Regions from separate parts of the Hordeum vulgare genome. Here region 2 is linked to region 1. A link is a contact called in public Hi-C data. All regions are on one chromosome and are shown on one strand. The core of a region is the stretch at or near the end of the contact, and the rest is flanking DNA. Distances in the headings are between cores, read along the strand shown.

Region 1 (7,084 bases), core at 3,403-5,902:
GACCCCGCGCGCCCGCAGCCGCAGCCTGTCGGAGCGGCACGCCGGAGTGCCTTAACCGCCAGATCTGGACGCTGGACGCCAGATTGACGGTTGCCGGTCTTTGCTACGCCCCGCTCGGCAGCGAGCTGGGGGAGGGGGTTAGCAGCGCCGCCATCATGCCCGGGGCCGCCGCCTCAGCTTGCTCGCGCCGACGAGGCGCGGCCGCCGCTAGATGCGGGCCTTCGCCCGGGGCCGAAGCCAGGCGGCGCACGACGAGGGCCCTCTGCCCGCCATCCGCCGAGCGGGCTTTGCCCATCGGCCTCCTCCTCCGACGACGGGAGGAGCGAGAGAGGAGAGGGGAGCGGGGGTGACGGCGGCTAGGTTATCGCTCGAGTCGGCCCCCGGGAGCGACGCGAGCGACTCGTGGTGTTGATTGGCTGAAAAATCACACTAAGTCTTAATCACACTACCTTACATTCTCTTTTATGATATACAATCAAATTTTATATGATTTTTTTTTTATTCGAAGAGGCCTGTTCTCAAGGGCTATCTTGAGTTCTCTACTCCATTCTCAGCAGCAAAAAGGAAATGCGAACTGGAGCATTCCGGTTCCGATTTCCATGTGAAAATATTTTAAATTGGAGGTACAATTTCTGCCCTCGCTTCCGTGCAGCCCCGCGACAGCTCCCAGTTCCCAGTTCCCAGAGACGAAGCGACGAACTGGCCGCCCGCTTCTCCCGGCTTCGTCCTCAGCCAACTCACCCCACTTCCCCAAGGAAAGGAAAGAGGTCATAGCCATGGCCATGGCGGCGCTGCGTGAGGCCTCCCGCCGCCTGGCCTGCGCCTCCACGAGGATCCCCGCCGGCGCCGCCACGCGCCCGCTGCTCCTCACGCACTCTCGCGGCATCACCCACAAGCTCTTCATCGGAGGTTAAAAGTCTTCACCCTTCCACCCCCGTTTCCTGACGCGCACCGCACACCCCCCTTGCGTCACTTCACATCCCCTGCTCAGTCTCGGTTCAACCCGCTGTTCTCCGTCGACTCTCTCGCGTGCAGTCGTTACTAGAAGCGCGAGAATGCGCCCGTGGCTCCGTGAATGCATGCATAGCAAGTGTTCGACGAAATGCTTCAGCAGTTTCCTGCCTTGTTCGACAGATTGCAATAGGCTTGTGTTTGACCTGTGAACTGTGGTGGTCTTCAATAGATGATTTACCATACGTGGTTACTCATTTTGTTTTGCTAGCTTAAGTGACAAGTAATGCTCTCGGGAATAAGTTTAGGAGATGGAGCCCATCTGTAGGCAGAGATTTTATTTATCAAGTCAATATGGGTAGGGTAACTGAATGTTCTGCATCTTCCTTTTTTACCCCGAAAATGTCTGTCTTCAGTATGCCAACAGTGAGTAGGACCTGCCATGTAGGGAGCTTACCCTCTTGCGATTTTATAGCCAAAAATATGGAATACCTCTTGCTCCATTATAAATGCCACATCAGGTTACTTAGGTAAATTTGATTAAAAGGGGCTATCTTTTCAAAAAAGGGTAAATTTTACTAAAAGAGCTGAAGTAATTCAAACTAGCATCTGTTATACATTACTAAGGTCAACTCTACTATTGTAACTTCAAAAAATTCCTATCACTGTGACTAGATTTTATTAGTACAACACATAAGCTTTTGTTAGTTGCTGCTGATTTACAACGAACCGTTAACACTTATAACATACTAATTTCAGTTCATTTCATGTTCTTCTTGCATGTACTCTGGGTTTTAGTACTATATTTCTCAGTTGATTGATATAAAAATATTTTTCTCTCACTCCATCCAAGCTGATTTTTTTTACTGGATCGAAGAACATACATAGTTGAGAATCGTTAGGCTCTGTTCAGTTGGATACAGTTGTTATATGCACCTGTTTGGGACTGCTCTGCTCCAAAAAATTCAGCTCCACTCTAGAAAACATAAGCCAAACGGGGTAGCTTCACGATATACAGCTCCACAAAAAAACTAAAATCTGGGGTCCAACTTCCTGTTTTTTATGAAGCCTTCTAGGAGGTGCTCCATAAAATTGTAGAAGCTGGAGTTGGAGCGAAATTACCCACCACTGCCACCCAAAGTGGATACCCCTTCATTTCTTCCCTCTCATCCAATCAAATACTCCCTCCGTCCCAAAATAAGTGTCTTAAGCTTAGTATAATTTTATACTAGAGCTAGTACAAAGTTAAGACAGTTATTTTGAGACAGAGGGAGTAGATCCTTTCCATTCGTGAAGCTGGAGCTGGATAAAATCCGAACGTTCTCTTTGAAAGAGCTACAACTTCCATATGAAACTGCTCCAAAGTGGATTTGATGGAGCAGAGCTGCTTTTGATGGAGCAGAGCCGTCCCAAACAGGGCCTAAGCCTTTCTGACACAGTTTTTAATCGTTTTACAGGCTTGTCACAATTTGCAACGGAAGACAGCCTAGCAGAAGCTTTCACGCGTTATGGCCAAGTATTAGAAGGTTTATCCTCATCACTTGCCAGAACAAACTTCCACTGCCAATTGTTCTTCTTGTTACGATCTAAGTTGCAACTTGTTATTATTTGCGCTCAGCCACCATTGTCACGGATAAGATGACCAGCCGATCAAAAGGCTTCGGCTTTGTGAAATTTGCCTCCGAGGAAGAGGCCAATAAAGCACGTGAAGAGATGAACGGCAAGGCAAGTTTTTTCTTTTCTTCTCTTCTTTTGAAGAACTAGCAGGAACCGTGCGTTTATCAATATAGGGCTTGTTGCTAGTTCAATATATTAGTAATCTGTATGTTTTGCCGCTCCATTTGAAAAAAAGAAGAAGAAGTGCTGAGCAATGCAAGCTTGCAACAGGTACTTAATGGGCGAGTTATATATGTCGACATTGCAAAGGCCAAACAGGACCGTGCTGCAGACGTAGTTCCAATAGCAAGAGGCCCTCCTAATCCAGTCGGCAACAACTGAAAAATGCCCGTTGTGCTGATGCTTGTAGCTTCAAAAACATATAAATAAAGTAGATTGCGATTCTCTTAGAGAAAAGCTGATGTGTAATTATGCTCAATTTTATGTTTTGCAAGAACAGATTTTTTAGAATGTAATCCACGCGTAATATTGTGCTGAATTTTATGTTCTGCAAGCAGAAGAGCACATCCAAAGAGCATATCAGATAATGTTGCCCTTCTTTAACCTCCTCGTCGTCGACAGGTTGCTGATGCAATCAAGTGATAGAGCAATGTTTTCCCCATGGCTGCCCTGGAGCCTATGCTTTGCTGTTCATACTTAGTAGAGTAGTACTTTAAATAAACTTTATTAATTGCTGCAGGTGGGGGAACAGTAGATTTTGATCGTACGTACTGTGGCTGCGAATGCACTCAATGTAGATACTTTTCCCCCCATATCTAAGGAGAACTGTGCCATTTGAATGTCACATTGCTTGATAGTACGATTTTTTGAATGCCAATGCACTCATAGGCAGATTTTTCTGTCCCTCCATTTCTCTGTCATTTTCACCTAGATTATTAGGAGGACAACTTTGTCACCAGAAATCTAGAATGGATGTACGCACTCTAGCTGCCAGGGAGAAGATGTAAATACACGTTAGTTCTTGCTTGATGCTGTCTTATTTGGAGCGCAGAAATACCGTTGGAATCTTACACAAAACATTTCATTTCCTGCATGATGCCTACTGTGCACCTACATCATGCATGAATGAACTCCATTGCTGGATCCGTCCGTCGGTGGCAAGAAGCCAAGAAGAACTTGTCACCGGAGCACGACGGTGGCGAAGAAGGCCAGCACGGCGACGGCGCTGGCGGCGGAGCAGCACAGGTCTACGAGCACCTCTCTTCGCGCCTTGCTCTCCTTCCTCCCCTTTTTGTTCCGGACGAACACCTCGTACCTCGCCTTGGCCTCCTCCCGCTCCCTCTCGCCTCCCCTCCTCCGCGCTTCCATTGCCGCGGCGAGGAGCCGGAGGGCGCCCTCGCCGCTCACCGCTGCGCCGTCGGCGTTCTCCACGGCGAGGCTGACCTCGCTGACGTGTCCGGCCTCCTCGGAGCAGGCGACGGTGGTCTCGAAGTTGCACCCGCCCAGCACCACCGCGAACCTCACCAGCATCTCGCCGGTGTACCAGTGCCGGCCCAGGGCCACCGCCCGCCTGCTCGACACGTTCACCGCCCGGCCGCGGGCGGGGTCGACGACCACCCAGCTCAGCTCGAGCTCCGCCGGAGAGAAGGCCGCCGCCACCGGCGCCGGCTTCTTGCAGTCGACGGCCTCGACGCGGAACGGCGCGCTGAGGAACCACGGCGACGACGCGGGCGTCTCCACCACGCGGGACAGCACGGGCGCGCCCCTGTAGTACACGTCCACCGCGGAGACGAGCTTGGCGGGGAGCACGCCGGCGCCGAGCTCCCCGGCGTCCGGGCACGGGAAGGGGGACGCGTCGGCGAAGAGGCGGCGCGGCGGAACCGCGGATAGGAGCCCGTGCCGGTGCTGCTGGGCCGCGAGGGACGGCCACTCGGCGAGGCAGAGCGCGCGCCACGTGCCCGGGTCGGCGGCCAGCGCGCGCAGCCCCGCCGTCGCGCAGCTCGCGGCGGCCAGCGAGCGGCCGTCGAGGCGGCGCAGCGCGCAGGCCAGCACGTCCGCGTGCAGGTCCTCGATGGTAGACACCATGTCTTTTTCGTTCGGCTTCTGGAGATCGAGACCGACGGTAGAGACTTTGAGTGACTCGCTTGGCTGTGCGTGGCGGGCTATATAGATGGCGGGGAAGCGCAGCGCGCCCTGGTTTCCGCGGAAACGACGGCCCGACCAGTATAATTTCGCGATGCACTACAGTGGCAGTGGCAATCAAGCCCGCGCGGGTGTGGCAGTGCGCGGTGGCAGACGCGCAGGCTGCACGCGTCGGCGCTCCAGGCCGTGCCGGCTGCACGCGTGGCACTTGGTCAATGGGGGTCCCGTAACCGAGGGCGCAGTCTGCCATTCCTATTTCACCCCGAGAGCATCAAATCGGATCTCACGTCTCTCATTCTGGTCCAGTTGAGCTGAGCTCCCCCCGAGATACATTGTGCAGTGGCAAACACTATTCACTATTCAGAGGAGTCCGGTTCAGAGACCCTGGGAAGCGGAGACCGGCACATCTCTAATCTCGGATGGTGCTGCGCCACGGGTCTGTTTAGCCGGCCCAACATTTCTCTCCCCGCGATGCACGCTGGTGAGCGGCGACTGGTCGTGATCGTCGTTCATGTAAACGCAAGCGACGTGCTCTCGCGGCGCGTCGCGTGGCGTACCTCTCATCTCATGAACCTTACGACCGTACGTGCTGGGATGATGATGGGCACCGGTAGCCGTCAGAGTTTCTTGGGCTAAAGTATGGGAAGCCTTAATTCCGCGGTCAGTGTGCCGGGGACTTGATTGCGTCAAAGCACATCCATCGTTTTTCTTGAGGAGAGGCCACATGTCTATGTAAGTATGTAGTACGTAGTATCTTCTTCCTCGGGCGATCGATCGGCATCTGTGCTGCTGGCCAAGGGACAGTTGGAGGAGATTAATGTCTTATCATTCTATGAGGTCCTACTGTCTCTCTACATAGGAGGCTCAAACCATGCGCATTCTTTCTCTTCTTTTCCAGCGTCCAGACCACTAAAACCACGTGCCTTTTCCTCTCGAGATATTCAGTAAGCTCGGAGATTTCATCATGTCACAATGGAGCGTTAACGCGGGAATTTATGATTCCGTGTCTAAGCCACATGATAAGCATACCAGGATCTTTGCTCCTCGGTTTTCAACTTTCAAAACCGGAGCATGGCCGCAGTCTTTGTCAGGATTGACTGAGAGCGAATGACCGCACCCGCAAAATAAATAAATAAAAGAGAGCGAATGACCGGAGAGAAATAAATTGAGACCCGAGTTTGCTCTTATAAAGAATCTACTCCCTTCGTTTCAAAATAAATATCGTTGTTTTAATATAAATTTTGTACTAATTTAATTTAAAATTTGCGTTATCTATTTTGGAACAGAGGAAGTATTTATTTTGCTAACCAGATGCAGATCGTTCTCGCAATAAGGTCAGATTTTTCATAAGATTGACTGAGCAAATAATGAAGACCCGAGTGGCTTATATTATGGGTGACATCATTATCTAGGTATTGCAGTCCTAATCTCTTTATGGCAAGCATGGCTGGCCATCATGACATCTAAGGTCCTGTTTGGTTTCAAATAAGTCACCAACTTATAAGTTGAAAAGTGCAAAAAGTGACTTATTTTGCCAAACGGACCCAACTTATAAGTCACCCGACTTATAAGTCATAAGTTGCTCCACCCCAACTTAAAACTTATAAGTCATCTACTTTTGCATGGGAAGGTGTGGTCAGGTGACTTATTGGTCAGATGACAACCAAACATGCGTGAATTATAAGTCATTGGTTTTAAGTCACCTGACTTATTGAAACCAAACAGGCCCTAAGCCTTGATGCATCAAACTTGGGGCGCAGGTTCTTCCAGAATCACTCAATAGAGAGGACAGCGTTTTACGAGTGTTTGTCATATACTCCCTTCATTTCACAATGTAGTGTATATAGATTTTTAAAAAGTCAAACTTCATAAGCTTTGATTAACTTTGTGAAGAAAAACATTTATATTTAGAATACCAAATATATCTTATTATTTCATCACAAGATGTACTTTCATATTATATATATTTGGCATTGTAGATAAAAAAGATTTTTTCTATAAAGTTGGTCAAAAATTGTATTGTAAAGTTTGACTTTGCAAAAAACATATATACATTACATTATGAAACAGAGGGAGCACAACATATAGGTGATTACCTTTGCAATGCAATTGTCCCTACTGTTCCATATGCCTAATTCATTTCCTTGCGAAGCTGTTCGCAAAGGTTCTCACCTTGAGCGCATCATGCCTTGGCGACCTTGTGTCGGCCAACCAAAACATCTTCATAGCAGGCCGGGGTGCGCACGACAAATTCATCTCCACGCGAAGCTGCTCGCATATTTATTGCATTTATTTCAGTCTAGCTGATGCTATTCCTTGAGTGTTATGACATGGATGTCAACTACGAGATGCCTGCGATAACTTCATCATTCTC
Region 2 (7,084 bases), core at 2,522-5,021, 620 kb after region 1:
GGCGCTACGGCGCCATCGAGAGAGAGGGGGAGAGATCTCTCCTTCTTATTCTTCCTTTGTCCCACTTTGGTTTCATATGTTGGAAATATGCCCTAGAGGCAATAATAAAATAGTTATTATTATATTTACTTGTTTAAGTTATCGTTTATTATCCATGCTAGAATGGTATTGAATGGAAACTCAGATACATGTGTGGATACATAGACAACACATTGTCCCTAGTAAGCCTGTAGTAGACTAGCTCATTGATCAAAGATGGTCAAGGTTTCCTAGCCATATACAAGGGTTGTCACTTGATAATGAGATCACATTATTAGGAGAATGATGTGATGGATAAGACCCAAACTATGAATGTAGCATGTGATCGTGTCGTTTTATTCCTACTGTTTTTCTGCATGTTAAGTAAATGTTCCTATGACCATGAGATCATGTAACTAACTAACACCGGAGGTATATCTTGTGTGTATGAAACGTCGCAACGTAACTGGATGACTATAAAGATGCTCTACAGGTAACTCTGAAGGTGTCCGTTGAGTTAGCATGGATCAAAACTGGGATTTGTCACTACGTATGACGGAGAGGTATCTCGGGGCCCACTCGGTAATACAACATCACAACAAACCTTGCAAGCAATGTGACTAAAGAGTTAGCCACGGGATTTTGTATTACAGAACGAGTAAAGAGACTTGCCGGTAACGGGATTCAAATAGGTATAGAGATATCGACGATCAAATCTCGGACAAGTAACATACGGAAGGACAAAGGGAATGTTATATGGGATTAACTGAATCCTTGGCATAGAGGTTCAACCGACAAATATTTTCGTAGAATATGTAGGAGCCAATATGGACATCTAGGTCCCGATATTGGTTATTGGCCGCAGAGTGTCTCAGGACATGTCTGCATAGTTCTCGCACCCGCAGCGTCTGCACATTTAAGGTTCAGTGACGTTTTGTTATAGTTGAATTATGTATGTTGGCTACCGAATGTTGTTCGGAGTCCCGGATGAGATCTCGGACGTCATGATGAGTTCAGAAATGGTCCGGAGACGAAGATTGATATATAGGAAAGGTATATTTAGATGCCGAAAAGTTTTCAGGTATTTTCGGTAATGTACTCGGAGTGACGAATGGGTTCCGGGGGTCCATCGAGAGGGGCCGCCCACCCGGAGAGGGCCACATAGACCTAAAGTGTGGCGCACCAACTCCTAGTGGGCCGGGCGGCCAGCCCAATAAGGCCTATGCGCCAAAGAGGCCAAAAGAGAGAGAGGTGGGGCAAACCAACTAGGAGGCGGACTCCTCCTCCACCAAACTGAATTGGAGGAGGACTCCTCCCCTCCTTGGTGCGCCAGCCGAACCCCTAGGGGTTTCCCTAGGGCTCCACCCCTCCCTCCCTCCTATATATAGTGGAGGAGAGAGAGGCTAGCTGCACCTTAAGCCATGGCGCAACCCCTCTCCCTCCACTACTTCGTGACACCCCGTAGGCTATTCAGGTAGTGCACGACGGAGCCCTGCCGGAGTAGCACCACCATCATCGCCCTCACGCCGTCGTGCTGCCGGAGAATTCAGCTACCTTTTCGTCTCTCTTGCTGGATCAAGAAGGCGGAGATCGTCATCGAGCTGCATGTGTGCTGAACGCGGAGGTGCCATCGATTAGGCGCTAGATCGGGACGGAGTTCGTGGAATGGATTGCGATTTGGATCGCGAAGATGTTCGACTACATCAACCGCGTTTCTTAACGCTCCCCGCTTAGCGAACTACAAGGGTATGTGGATCCGATCTCTCCTCTCATAGATGGTCATCACCATGGATAGATCTTACGTGTGCGTAGGAAAAAATTTGTTTCTCATGCAATGTTCCCCAACATCATACGCTAATACAATTCTAGCATGAATAATAAACTCTTATCATGAACAAGGAAATATGATAATAACCAATTTATTATTGCCGCTAGGGCATATTTCCAACAGCTTGGATGGCGGTCTTTGCTATGAAATGGTTCCACTTTGGTTGCCCATTCAACTTCAACCAATAATGCATGACGGTGAAAATTTTCTTCTCCAACTTCTTGTACACCAAACAAGCACGAGAAGGCTACAAAATGACGTTGTCAACAATGCATATCCAGCTAGTGAGCAACAAAAATAAGCATATTTGTCTTGTGAGCAAGAAAACTAAGCATATCCGGCTAGTGATCAACTATCGTGTTCGGTTATTTATGAACCGCTAGGCCACCGTGCGACGAGATGCTTCAAGTGCCCGCAATACTCCGAGATGGTCTCTTGGATGGTGTACCATCAATGGTTGAGGGACTTCGATTCACGGTTGCGAATGACTACGTCGAAGTAGGGGGCGAGATGCTTGTGTTTGTGGAACCAAATATGAATGTTGTTCCAAAATGTTGTCCCTTTTGCTCCGTGCTATGGATTGGATCGAGGCTAGTGGCCAACCATGCATCGCACATCAGCTCGTCCTCCCGCATGTTGAAGCTTCCTCCTCTACCCTTCTTCTTTGGACCGCCTTATGTACCATCTGGATCATTGTCCTTGCCCTCCTCCTCCTCCTCATGTTCTTGTCCGGCCGCCCAATGTTGTTACGTGCCCACGTCGGTCTGGGTGTAGGTATGTTGTGTGCCCGTTTGGTTGTAGGACTACTGATGCAGGTAGTTGCCAGACTGGGTGGGATCCGAGTCTTCTACATGTACATCCTCATAGCCATATCCTCCGCCGCCGCCTTCGTCATGGATGATGTCGAGCATCTCACTGTCCGGGTCGTCAAACGTCGGGTCTCCCGCTCTAGGCATTGTAGCAAACAGTGTGTGTGCACCCATCTGCTCCCCGCCCGTCGTTTGAGCCCAGACCAGCTACAATGAAGACCACTTGAAGAAGAGCGGCATCGCGTTTACATCGACACTTTAAGGCACCTTCCTGGCGGCGGTTCCGAGTTGCTTGGCGGTACAGTAGTATGGGGCCTTGTAACACTCCGGCCACAACACCGTCTGTATTGCGGGTGCGCCCGTCTTAGCATTGTGGCCTCCACCACGACGTCCACCACGACCACCACGCTCGACGCCACGACCATGCCCACCGACGTCCAACAGCTTCTTGAGATTCTCCTCCTTCGCGGCCTTCGCTTTGACGCAATGAGTTTGCCGCATAGCCGAACTAATCTTCTGGGCGAGCAAGATGCTCGGATCCTCCTCCACCTCCTCCACCTCCATCTTTGACAGGTTCTCCTCCTGTTCCATGTGTCGGCGACGGAAGGAAGGAGAGAGTAGAAGAAAAGGACGGGAATTGGGTGAACATCAACGGAGGATGGAAGAAGGAGTGATGGATTTTGATGCGAAAACAATGCAGGTTGCTGCAAAAACGCGGGCTCCGTCTTCCTTCTGGATGGGCCAAAGAGGATTAGATTCCAACATTTCTCATGCCCGAACTCCTGTAAAACCCTTCACGTTTGGTTCTCGTTTGCAAAAAAATAATGATCCAGACCCTCAACGAACCGATACAAACCTGTATTAGATGACTTTCATGATCCGGACTGCAGAATCCAAATGAACGTGGGGCGTTTAAGGATTGACGTTGGAGGTACCCTGACCTAAACAACCAACCGGAGCCAAACTCCGCAGTACTGGAAACAGCCCACTACCACATAGGATAAAGGTCACCCTCGATATACCAGGCCTTATCCACACGTATCCAAGTGGAGCATCCCCATAGGCCGCTCCTCCGGCAACAAATCTATTTCATCCACTGCAAGTGATCCACATCAGGAACGACCCCACAACAATCTCCCCCTCTCGTTTGCTCTCGCCACCACGCGTCTCCATCCGTCCCGTAGCAGGTAGCACCCACCAGGAAATAAGAGCTAGCTGGCCGGTGCTCCACACGGAGACGTACGATCCTTTGCATCGCAGCACACCAGCTTAGACCATGGCCACCGCCACCTCCACCGTCTACGGCCTCGCCGGCGCCGCACTCGCCCGCCGGCCAGCCTTCTCTACCAGTACGTGCCAGCGTCGATCTCTTATAAGCGCCTAGCTTTTTTCTGTCACCAATTCGACGTTGACGTTGTGTGTCCTGAAATGCTGGGTCTGTGTACGTAGGCTTCACGAGTGGCGGCCGGGTGTCGGCGAGGAACCCGCTGATGACGAGGAACCTGGAGAGGAACGGCAGAATCACCTGCATGACGTAAAAAAAATGACTCTGTCCATACATGCATCGGCGTGTGAATTTCTGTGTCACTGACGGATTGTTTGCTTTGCGTTGTTGGGCGATCAGGTTCCCACGGGACTGGCTGCGGAGGGACCTGAACGTGATCGGGTTCGGGCTGATCGGGTGGCTGGCGCCGTCGAGCATCCCGCTGATCAACGGCAACAGCTTGACGGGGCTCTTCTTCTCCAGCATCGGCGAGGAGCTCGCCCACTTCCCCTCGCCCCCGGCTCTCCAGTCGCAGTTCTGGTCAGGATAAACCCAAACCACTCGTCACACGTTCACGCACTAACCACCAGTACATATATGCTTGTGCTTCAACTTGGGGTTTGATTCTGAAGGTTAAATGTAATTGACACTGCAGGCTGTGGTTGGTGACGTGGCACCTGGGTCTGTTCATCGCGCTCACCTTCGGCCAGATCGGGTTCAAGGGCAGGACCGAGGACTACTTCCAGAAGTAGTGGATTAACTAGCTTTTGGATCATGCATGTGCGTCGTCCTTACTTGTGCTGGGCTACTTCTGCGCATGTGTGTTCAATGTAAAATCTGTCATGCCTTCTGGTTTCGTGCATGCGTGTGGCTTCGCAAGCCGTGTGATTGCTGTTTGTTAATTGCCCCTCTTCCATGCTAAGCACAAAACCGAGTTCAACAAAACCAACAGTAACAACACGCTTTGTCACCATGGCATGTATTTTTGAAAAAAAACTTTAGATCTATTCACCAAACATCATGGTACTACTATTGACACAAGTAATAAAAATACATTCATATCTATAGACCACCGTCCAACGACTACAAGGACTGGACTGAGCTAAGGACGTGTCGTTATCACCATCTCTCCCTCACCGGAGCGAGACAAATTTTACTCTAGTAGATAGTCAGAAAGTCTCTCAAAAGGGCCAGCGCACCAAAACAACATCCATCGTTGAAGAAAAGCATATATGAGAAGGATCTATCATGTAAACATACAAAGGTTGACGAATGAATACCGATCTAAACAGATCCACGGAAGACAAACATAGATTGGATCCTGCAAGATTCGTCGAAGACACACCTCCACACACCCTCCGACAACGCTAGACGCACCGTGAGGACGAAGGCTACGCGGATAGAACCTTGTTCTATCTTCAAGAAGCCGCCGCTATCCCACCTTCCTGAGCAGGACACAAATCCTAAACAAGCTCAAAAACACCTAAAATGAAGCATCACCCCTCCCGCCGGCAAGGGCCGGGATCCACCCCGCCTCCATGGCCCTAAGGCCACGAGAGACGAGACAAATCGACATCGGCGGGGTGGGGGACGGGAACCCTCGTCCTTGGAGGAGTTGCTCGTGGAGGAGGAACGCCACATGCTCCATGACATGTGTGTTTTTGAGTATGACAACCAAGTAGCCACAACTTTAAACTTTTTGTTTTAAAGATAGTTTTGTTCATAGATTTAAATATATTGATTTTGGACTATAGAACAAACTCTTGACACATAACACAAAATATTTTCCTTTGACTGTTTTTGAAGAATTTGAAGATTGCTCACCGCACCATTTTTAACAAAACACAACAATGTGAGCAATTTTTCACCGCTCAAGACAAAGGAAAAGAAATTCGTTGTGGTCCACCATTAAGACTCTTGCAACCAAAAAAATTAAGACTCATGCAACAACTAATCTATGGTGTGTTGACAGTTACCCCTCGAGCACCATTTTTCCTACATCATCAAGATTGTGTTGGACGTATCACCTCATGGAGGGAGATAGATTCGAGAGACCCATTTATCAGACCAGGATTTCTCTATTATGGCTCTTCAGAATGGTCATGAGATGATCGCCATTACCACCTGGTATGTGTGGCGGGTAAGACATCAATTGGTTCATGAAGAGATAGTTCAAGGTGCTTATCATATTACTATGGGGATTCATGCAACGAACTATGTTAGCTCTTTCACTCCAATTGCTACCATTAAAAAAGAGGGTTGCATGCGCCCTGTGTAGTTTGTTAAACTTAATGTCCAAGTTTTTTTTGACCGAGACTTGCTTAGGGGTACAAGTATGGCGGTCTTGAGGGATGATAAATGAAATTTCATTGCTAGGGAAATTGGAAAATCAGCTGGTGTGTGGATGTCGTGACAGCTAAAGCTTTGGTGCTCAGATTTAATCTTTCCCTTGCGCAAAAAGCGGGATGCAACACACTCGTTATTAATTTTGTTAATCTAGAGGTCAGTGACACTATGAAGATTGAAGGACACTGCGACTACGACAATGGTATTTTTTGATGATTATTATCATTTTTATTGTCATTTTTCAATCCCTAGGTTTGAACATTGTAATAGAGAGAAGCAAATAAAGTTGCTCATGAGCTTGCTAGGTTGCCTAGACTTTCTTTGACTTTTCACTGGTTTGAGAAACATCTCAATGAAGTTGTTCCCTTCCTTGTAAATGATGTAACTATTATTTTATTTTGATAAAGTTTGTGTGTTTGTTAAAAATAAGTCGAGAGACCCATTTCCCTTGCACCGTCGGACAATCTTGGTGACACTGCAGTTTGCAACTGGACACAAAATGTATAAATTTGAACAATAACTACACACCTAAAATGTACATTCATGGTCTCCACCACCTATAGAATCATATTCAATAGATGTTGAAATCTCCTTACGGATCACTCATATATATGAAACCACAAAAATCACCTGGTGGCCTCATATTTTCAATTAAGAAGTTTAGGTGGGTAACGTTGGAACTTTGGAGGCTACGACTCTTGCGGTGTTTGGTTATGCTTAACTTTGGCTTTTAACATATTGATAGATGTTTTAAATATAGAATCGAAAATCCAAAACCCAAAGTTATGCCTAATAAAACACCCCAGCAACCGATACAAG

What was found. Hi-C and Micro-C count contacts between places; a contact is called where the count stands out from the background.
Region 2: a contact with region 1 is called in a Hi-C map of leaf, with 4 times the contacts expected there. The contact joins the promoter of LOC123426675 here to the promoter of LOC123428214 in region 1. A contact is called at or near these places in 4 of 6 Hi-C or Micro-C datasets (leaf and seedling).

What each region holds. Positions count from the first base shown.
Region 1 is chr2H:464,313,446-464,320,529 of MorexV3_pseudomolecules_assembly, forward strand. LOC123428214 (probable F-box protein At2g36090) reads right to left here and starts at 4,653. Exons shown (of 2, transcript XM_045112399.1): 1 at 3,640-4,653; 2 at 3,385-3,555. The coding sequence starts at 4,653. The coding sequence ends at 3,748. It overlaps LOC123426674 (small RNA-binding protein 11, chloroplastic-like), which reads left to right and starts at 622. Exons shown (of 4, transcript XM_045110541.1): 1 at 622-909; 2 at 2,409-2,477; 3 at 2,570-2,676; 4 at 2,839-3,171. The coding sequence starts at 777. The coding sequence ends at 2,949.
Region 2 is chr2H:464,933,315-464,940,398 of MorexV3_pseudomolecules_assembly, forward strand. LOC123426675 (photosystem I subunit O) reads left to right here and starts at 3,772. Exons shown (of 4, transcript XM_045110542.1): 1 at 3,772-4,004; 2 at 4,105-4,189; 3 at 4,280-4,459; 4 at 4,575-4,821. The coding sequence starts at 3,932. The coding sequence ends at 4,671.